Regions from separate parts of the Sus scrofa genome. Here region 2 is linked to region 1. A link is a contact called in public Hi-C data. All regions are on one chromosome and are shown on one strand. Each heading gives the region's core, a stretch centred on a gene start, on an enhancer-like site or on the middle of the called end of the contact. The rest is flanking DNA. Distances are from core to core; before and after follow the strand shown.

The links. A called contact is a pair of places that touch in the nucleus more often than the background predicts.
Region 2: a Hi-C map of alveolar macrophages shows a contact between it and region 1, with 4 times the contacts expected there. The contact joins the enhancer-like site here to the promoter of SF3B5 in region 1. A contact is called at or near these places in 1 of 5 promoter capture datasets (liver), 10 of 47 Hi-C or Micro-C datasets (alveolar macrophages, brain, embryonic fibroblasts and 7 more) and 1 of 2 datasets of contacts at active chromatin or transcription factors (alveolar macrophages).

The regions. Positions count from the first base shown.
Region 1 is chr1:21,229,466-21,233,453 of Sscrofa11.1, forward strand. SF3B5 (splicing factor 3B subunit 5) reads left to right here and starts at 1,799. Exons shown (of 2, transcript XM_003121152.4): 1 at 1,799-2,223; 2 at 2,333-2,549. The coding sequence starts at 1,943. The coding sequence ends at 2,203.
Region 2 is chr1:21,673,656-21,677,719 of Sscrofa11.1, forward strand. All of the region lies in intron 1 of PHACTR2 (phosphatase and actin regulator 2), which reads right to left. Among named protein-coding and RNA genes, the nearest start is that of PHACTR2, 48 kb to the right of the region's middle. Within about 2 kb of position 1,391, at least 4 of the 83 cell types and tissues checked have an H3K27ac peak or open chromatin away from gene starts, as enhancers often do. A contact at or near this core is called in alveolar macrophages, where this site is marked.

The DNA of each region.
Region 1 (3,988 bases), core at 549-3,048:
TCAATGAGGCTTTAAAACCTACATAGTAAAAACGTCTATTGTTTATGGATATACTAATTTTCAGCAGTCAAAAAACCAGACTCAGAATGTTTCTAAATTCAAGAGAGGATCCTGAAATGAATGAATTAGGGAGCCGGATACAGAGAATTCTTCGAGTTTATTTGTATAGCTTTATTTCTTTCAAAAATGAAAACCAAAATAAAATAACAAACTTGGAAATGAAAATGGCAAAATGGCAAGGTATGATATATCTGGATGGTAAATCCACAGGTATGCCTTATAATAACCTCTATGTTTCAGAAATGAAATATTTGTTATAACCAAGTTCACACTTAAGGGGGAAGTTTTTTTTTTTTTTTCCAATTTTTGGTACAGGCATTTGATCCCAGAGGGAACTGTTTTACCACTAAAATTTTTTAATAAAAATTATATATATTTAAGAGGTGCAACATGATTTGATATACATATACACAATAAAATGGTACCACAAACTAATTAACATATTCACCTCCTCACAATTTTTAGTATTGATACAGTATTAACTATAGTTAACTATAGAGCTCTAAACTTACTAGTCCTATCTAACCGTAACTTTATACCAGAATAAAGATACTTTAAAGTTATCTTTCTCCCAGTAAAGAATTTATTTGGCCGTCATACAGGTTTTTTTAATCCATTCATCAGATGTTTTTTGAGAAACAATCTCTGCGAGGCTCTGTGGCTAGCATAACAGAAGCATATGATACAAGACATCATCTCTTTTTCATTAATATTTTTAAAAATATTACTATTTGAATTTATTGAACTTCGCATTTTGGGGTTTTCTTTGTGGATTTCATGCTACAAATAGATCAAGTAGATAGATGTCTCACCCTCAAAAAAAAAAAAAGACATCATCAAAAAAGTAGTTTTTCTCAAGTAGTTTGTATTCGTGTGGGGAAGTTCTTAAACCAAAAACTGGATATAAAGTGATAATAACAAAGAGATGTACAGGATGAAAAGAATTTACATCTGTCTGGAGTAGCCAAAGTCAATTTCAGGGAGATACTTTCGAGCTGACTTAAAAGGGAGAAGTGTTTGCCAGGGGAACAAAAGCATTCCACGCAGATGGAACAGCTCGTACAGAGAACTGGAGAGAGCAGCACGGGAACGTTTGAGAAGTAGAGGCTGAGGGCCTGTAGGTGGGGTGAAACTTGTTGGGAGGATGTCAAAATTAGAAGCTCAAAAGGAGGAGCCTGTTGTGGGGGCCTGAATGTGTCGGAACTGGTGCTGTACTTAGGTCACTAGGCGGGAAACGGCGGCCCCGCAAGCGATGAAAGAAGTTTCCACACAACTTGTAAGAGACATGGCTGGGGTCAGACCTTGAGTTTCCTGACTTCAGGGTGATCCACCCCTGGTTGTGAAACGGCTACTGTACCCTCTGTAGCTCCGAAAGCGGAATTGCACAAAGAGCTCCTTTCCCCAGTTGCTTACAGCCTTGTACTACTTGTTTCCCACTTCCTCTCGGCCCCCCATCCGCCCGAGGATGCTTCCTGCCTCCCAAACACCGCAGTCCATTCAGTCTCTCAAACCCACACACAGAGGTCCCAAGAAGTCTCTGCGAACCAACCCTCGGAAACCACAAGTCCCAGCATGCAAAGCTCCTGTTAGAAAAGGGCCGCTAGATGGACCAGCATGCAACGCTCTGCGAAGGAGGCGGGGCTCTCTATAGGGAAGGCCCACTGGTAGCGTTGCCGAGGCAACTCCAATTCCGTGACAGAATACACTTCCGCCTGGGAGGCCGGGGACCGCGAGTCGCGCTGCTTTGTCGCTGTGACGCCATCCACCTGCGGCCGCGCGTGTACAGAGGTTCCGGCGGGTGGCTCCTCTCCGGCTTGAAACCTTAGAGCGGCTTCTTCTCGTCTGCGGCTTCTGACCTGCGAGCAAAGGAAAAAGCAACGAGATGACAGACCGCTACACCATCCACAGCCAGTTAGAGCATCTGCAGTCCAAATACATCGGCACCGGCCACGCCGACACCACCAAATGGGAGTGGCTGGTGAACCAGCACCGCGACTCCTATTGCTCCTACATGGGCCACTTCGACCTTCTCAACTACTTCGCCATTGCCGAGAATGAGAGCAAAGCGCGAGTCCGCTTCAACTTGATGGAGAAGATGCTGCAGCCTTGCGGCCCGCCCGCCGACAAACCGGAGGAGAACTGAGACCTCACCGTCTCACCGCTGTACGTGAGCACCTCTCTGCGTTCCTCCGGTTTGTCGTCATTCCCGCGGGTTCCTCTCCCAAGTGGACGGATTCTTCATAGCTCTGCTTTTCGTGCTTTCTTTGTACAGAGGTCCTTACCCGGGGCGTTCCGTCCGACCTGCCTTCCTGTGGAACAAAGTGTTGGGAGACCCGTCATAACCCCTGAGAAACTGAACAGTGGAGAGATCCTAAAGTCTGCAGACGTTAGAGGAGATATGGCTGGAGTGAGATGGGATTAAGAGGCTCGTTTTTGGCTAGTTGACTGTCTTCGTTGCTTTTTCTATAAAGTTTAGAAATGTTTCGGTCTCTTGGTGTGGACTACTTGTGTTCTGGTGGAGGGGCCAAGGAGGGCTCTGGGACTGTGGTTTGCCGGGTGGCGGGGGGTATAAAGAAGGGAAGGGTTGGGGAGGGGTTCAACAGTAGCACAGGGCCAAAGTTCGTTGCCAGACACTTAAATACGCTCTTTATAATATTCTCCAACCCTGACTTCTCCCAGGAACTTTTCTCAGGCCCTTAACACATTCACTATTGAGGTTTGTGATCACTGTGTCCTTTTTCTTTCATACAAAAAAAAAAAATCTTGACTCGCTTTGCCTTCTCTCTGTAGATTACACCTCTTTCTTTTGGAAATACGTGGACATATCTTGAGTATTGACAAACTGTCAAATTAGTTCTTAAATTCATTCAGCAAATACGTGTTGAATTTTATGTGGCAGGCTTTAAGGACCTATATTACACTGGTTGGGGGAGCAGAAGACCACAAAATTTGCAGACATAAGCAAGCACATGTTGGAGGGTGCTGTGGAGAATGAGAGTAGCAGTAGGGTTGCAGTTTTAAGTAGAATGCTCAGGAGTTCCCATCCTGGCTCAGCGGAAACAATCTGACTAGGATCCATGAGGATGCAGGTTTGGTCCCTGACCTCACTGAGTGGGTTAATGATCCGGCTTTGCTGTGAGCTGCAGTGTAGGTGGCAGATATGGCAGGGATCCTGTGTTGCTGTGGCACAGGCCAACAGCTACAGCTCTGATACAGTCCCTAGCCTGAGAACCTCCATATGCCACCGGTGTGGCCCTAAAAAAAAAAAAATCCATAAATAAGATGTTCATGTTAAACTATTGAGAAGGTAACATTTAAGCAGAGACTTTAAGGAAATGAGGGAAATACCATGCGGAAAACTGGGGAAATCGTTTCCCAGGTAGAGGGAACTGCCAGTGCAATGTTCCTACTACAGGGATTGTGGCAGGCTTACTGGAAAAACAGCAAACAAACAAGTATGATTGAAGGGAGTGAGTGAGGGAAAGAGTAGAGGGATAGATTATGGAGGGAAACAGATAAAAGTAGAGCCTGATTGGCCAGTGTAAGGACTTGTGGCTTTTACCCTAAAGAGGTGGGGAGCCATTGGAAGATTATTAAGTGATACAGTCTGACATATTTTAGATCAGTGGGTCTCAAATGTTTTGACCTTTGGACATAATTACATTCTTAGAAATTCTTCAAGACCCCCACAGAGCTTTTGTTTTTGAGAGTAATAGCTGTTGATAGTCACCAAGCTAGAAATTAAAACAGAAAATTTAAAATACCTAGTAATTCATTTTAAAATAGCAATAGTAAAACTATTACGTGTTAACAACATTTTTGTGAAAAATAACTACTTTCCAAAACAATTTAGTGAGAAGAATGGTGCCTTAAAAAAAACAAAACAAAACAGGCGTTCCCAGTGTTGGCCTTGGTAACGAACCTGACT
Region 2 (4,064 bases), core at 141-2,640, 440 kb after region 1:
TCCTCAACAAAATACTTGCGAACCAAATCTAGCAATGCATTAGAAGGATTGTACACCATGATCAAGTGGGATTTATCCCTGGGATGCAAGGGTTTTTCAATATCTGCAAGTGACTGTGATACACCACATTAACAAACTAAAGAATAAAAACAATATGATCCTCTAAATAGATGCAGAGAAATCTTTTGACAAAATCCAACAACCATTTCTGATAAAAACCCTCCAGAAAGTGGGCATAGAGGGAACCTACCTCTACTCTCTAACATACACTGCAGCAATATCTTCTTAAATCCACCTCCTAGAGTAATGAAAATAAAAGCAAAAATAAACAAATGGGACCTAATTAAACTTAAAAGTTTTTGCACAGCAAAGGAAACCAGAAACAAACAAAAAAAGACAATCCACAAAATGGGAGAAAATAATTGCAAATGAAGCAACTGACAGGGGATTAATCTTCAAAATACACAAACAACACATGTAGCTCAATATCAAAAAAACAAACAACCCTATCAAAAAATGAGCAGGAGATCTAAACAGACAGTTCACCAAAGAAGACACACAGATGGCCAAAAAACACATGAAAAGATTCTTAGCATCATCAATCCTAGAGAAATACAAATCAAAACTACTATGAGGTACCACCTTACACCAGCCAGAATGGCCATTATCAAAAAGTCTGCAAACAATAAACGCTGGAGAGGGTGCAGAGAAAAGGTTACTCTCTTAACACTAAGTGAAGTTAGTCAGACAATGAGACACGAACGTCATATGCTATCACTTATATAATATGTGGAATCAAAAAAAAAAGATACTATGAACTTCTTTGCAGAACAGAAACTGACTTACAGACTTTGAAAAACTTATGGTTACCAAAGGAGACAGGTTGGGGGATTTGGGATGGAAATGTTGTGAAAATAAGGTTGTGATGATGGTTGTACAGCTATAAATAACATTCATTAACTTTAAAAACAAAACAAAATAAAAATAAGTTTGGAGTTCCCGTCGTGGCTTAGCGGCAGCAAACCCAACTAGTATCCATGGGGATTTGAGTTCGATCTCTGGCCTTGCTCAGTGAGTTAAGGATCCAGCATTGCCGTGAGCTGTGGTGCAGGTCACAGGTGTGGCTCAGATCCAGCATGGCTGTGGCTGTGCTGTAGGGTGGTAGCTACAGCTTCCATTTGACCCCTAGCCTAGGACCGTACATATGCCATGGGTGCGGCTTTAAGAGAAAAAGAAAAAAAAAAAAATTCTTGCCCGATTCCCTGCTTCTGCGACAAAGCAAAGTGCAAACATATTGTGTCACTTGGCAACTCTAGGATAAACCTCACGAGGGTAAACCAGTGTTCTACCAACCTCAAAAGTTGCAAAGGGAATTGTGGTTTTTTGGGGGATGGTTCTGCGCACATGTGATCTGAGGACCGCTGCTAGCATGCACTTCCGTAACCCGTCCCTGTGTGCTGTAAGTGCTGTCATGAGCTAAATCACTGTTTAGTAGAAAACAATCTCCTCCACTCATAGAGATGGAAGGATTATAGAAGAATGCTTTTTATTGTTACTGTGAGTCATGGTGAAATCATTGGTACCTAAGTGGCCCATGTTTTGGCTCTTATGGCATAAATAGTTGATACAAAATTAAAGAAAGGAACAGAAACATACTAATTCCTAAGTTCTCTGAGTTTTCATACCCAGAATGGAAAGATTCTAATTCAAGTATGTGAACGCTGACTGTATGTTTTAAATGCATCAAGGTTTGAAATTAAAGTGCACGTGTGCAAACTATTTATTTTTATACAAAAATTCTTTGTAGACTTTTGCCTCTCTTTCTCTTTTGTCTTTTTAGGGCCACAGGTGTGGCACATGGAAGTTCCCAGTCTAGGGTCGAACTAGAGCTGTAGCTGCCACACTGCACCACAGCCACAGAAACACCAGATCCGAGACTCATCTGTGACCTACACCACAGCTCACAGCAACACTGGATCCTTAACCCACTGAGCGAGGCCGGGGATCAAACCTAAACCCTCATGGATACTAGTCGGGTTTGTTACCACTGAGCCACAACAGGAACTCCCAAATTCTTTCAACACACCTGAATCCTTCAATAAATCCTGGCAAAGCTATCAATTTTCCTGTGCCCTTTCTGCCACTGCTGAATACATCAAACATCTGTTTGAACGTGTAAAATATTTTTATTTAGCTAAATAATTTAGAGAGTCAAACGCTGCTATATTTAACAAGCCATTTTTGATCTTGCTCTTATTCCTAATATTATATCGTAAGCACATTCCCATGTCATTAAGACTGTTCATAGGGAGTTCCCGTCATGGCTCAGTGGGTTATGAATGCAACCACTATCCATGAGGATGTGGGTTTGATCCCTGGGCTCGCTCAGTGGGTTAAGGATCCAGCATTGCTGTGAGCTGTGTGAGCTGTAGTATAGGCCAGCAGCTGCAGCTGTGATTGGACCCGTGGCCTGGGAACTTCCATATGCTGCAGATGCGGCTACAAAAAAGCAAAAAGAAAAAAAAAGAGAGAGAGAGAGAGATGAGAGACTGTTCATAAATATGAATAATACCCTACAATTTCTATCATTTACTCACCTGTTGCCTTATTCTTAGACACGAGGGTTGTTTCCAAGTAACAACAATCTGATGAATATCATTATGTGTCCACATCCATATTAAAAGATAATGAACGTTTTTAAGGTTTTGGAGTACACGGCCAAACTGTGCTCCAGTTACCTGCCACAGAATCAGATTACCTGCCTCCTCTCCTCCTGCTGGTAGCTGTGCTCTGTACCTGAAAGCAAGGAATCTCATTTTTGGTCATATCATTTTCCACCTGCCTCCCTCTCCTGTCTTCCTACCTTACAGAAGAGCTAGAAGCCATCAGAGGAGAACGCCAGCCTTCCTGCTGCCAAATTTCAAGCTAAGCACACCATGGTCGGCAGCCTACGAAGGTGGTGCCCAATGACCCGATTCACAGTACTCACGCTGCTGTACGAGCCCCTTCCTTCGGCTGTGGGCCGGGCCATGCGACACTCTTTGGATGAACAGAGTTCAGCAGAAGGGACAGGCTGTCACCCCCGAGGTTAGGTTACACAAACACGATGCCTGTGTCTCTCTGGCCCTCCCCTGCGGGCTCTCTGGCGCCCTCTGCCACTTTGGGAGCCGCCCTGTCGGGGGCGCATGTGATAAGAGACCGAAGGGCTGGGGCCAGACAATAGCCAGCAAGGGCCTGAGAGCCTCAGTCCAATAGCTCACCAGAAACAGCACCCCACCAACAACCTCATGAGTGAGCACTGAAGCAGATCCTTCCCCACTGAGGGGGGAGCCGACTCCAGCCACAAACCTGGATGGCTATCTCGGAGACCCCCTGAGCCCGAGGACCCGCTAAGAGGCCTGGATTCCTGACATTCCCCCCCCTCCCCAGGAATCCTAAATGCACTGTCGTAAGCAGCCACACTGGGAGGGATTTGTTGTTACACAGCAGTAGCTGGCAATTTCACACACTCACTCAACCTCCCAGCCATTGTCTGGTTGCAACTGGGAAGAAGTAGCACCCCCCCCCCCTGTAGGCAGCATCTCCCCCCGAATATGTGCAGGAGGGCCCTTCCCTTCTCCTCCTCCCAGGTCGAGTTCTGTTTGTTCTCCCTACACAAGCTCCCCCTCCCAGGTCCTGTTTGACCTGTGGGCTCCTTCTGCTTTCTCATCACACTGACACTGGTCCACTCATCTCCTTCCTTGTCTCTTTGCCCCAAGAGTGTAAACTCGGTGATGACAGGAGCCATGCTGATCTGGCTGATTATTTTATCCTCAGTTCCAAACACCATGCTTAGAACATAAAAGCCCCTTGATTATAATATGGTGAATAAATATATCAGGAATGGCTATTTCAAAAGTTTTTGGAGATCGTCTATTTCTTGGTGTGGATTAGTGCTGCTCTATTGTTTAAGGTTTTTAAACCTTAAATATGAAAATCTAGTTAAGAACTATACATGTAACAGCAGTTTGCTGAAATTGGTGGTTTTGCTGGGTTGTTGCTGTTGTTTTCTTCTAAACACACTC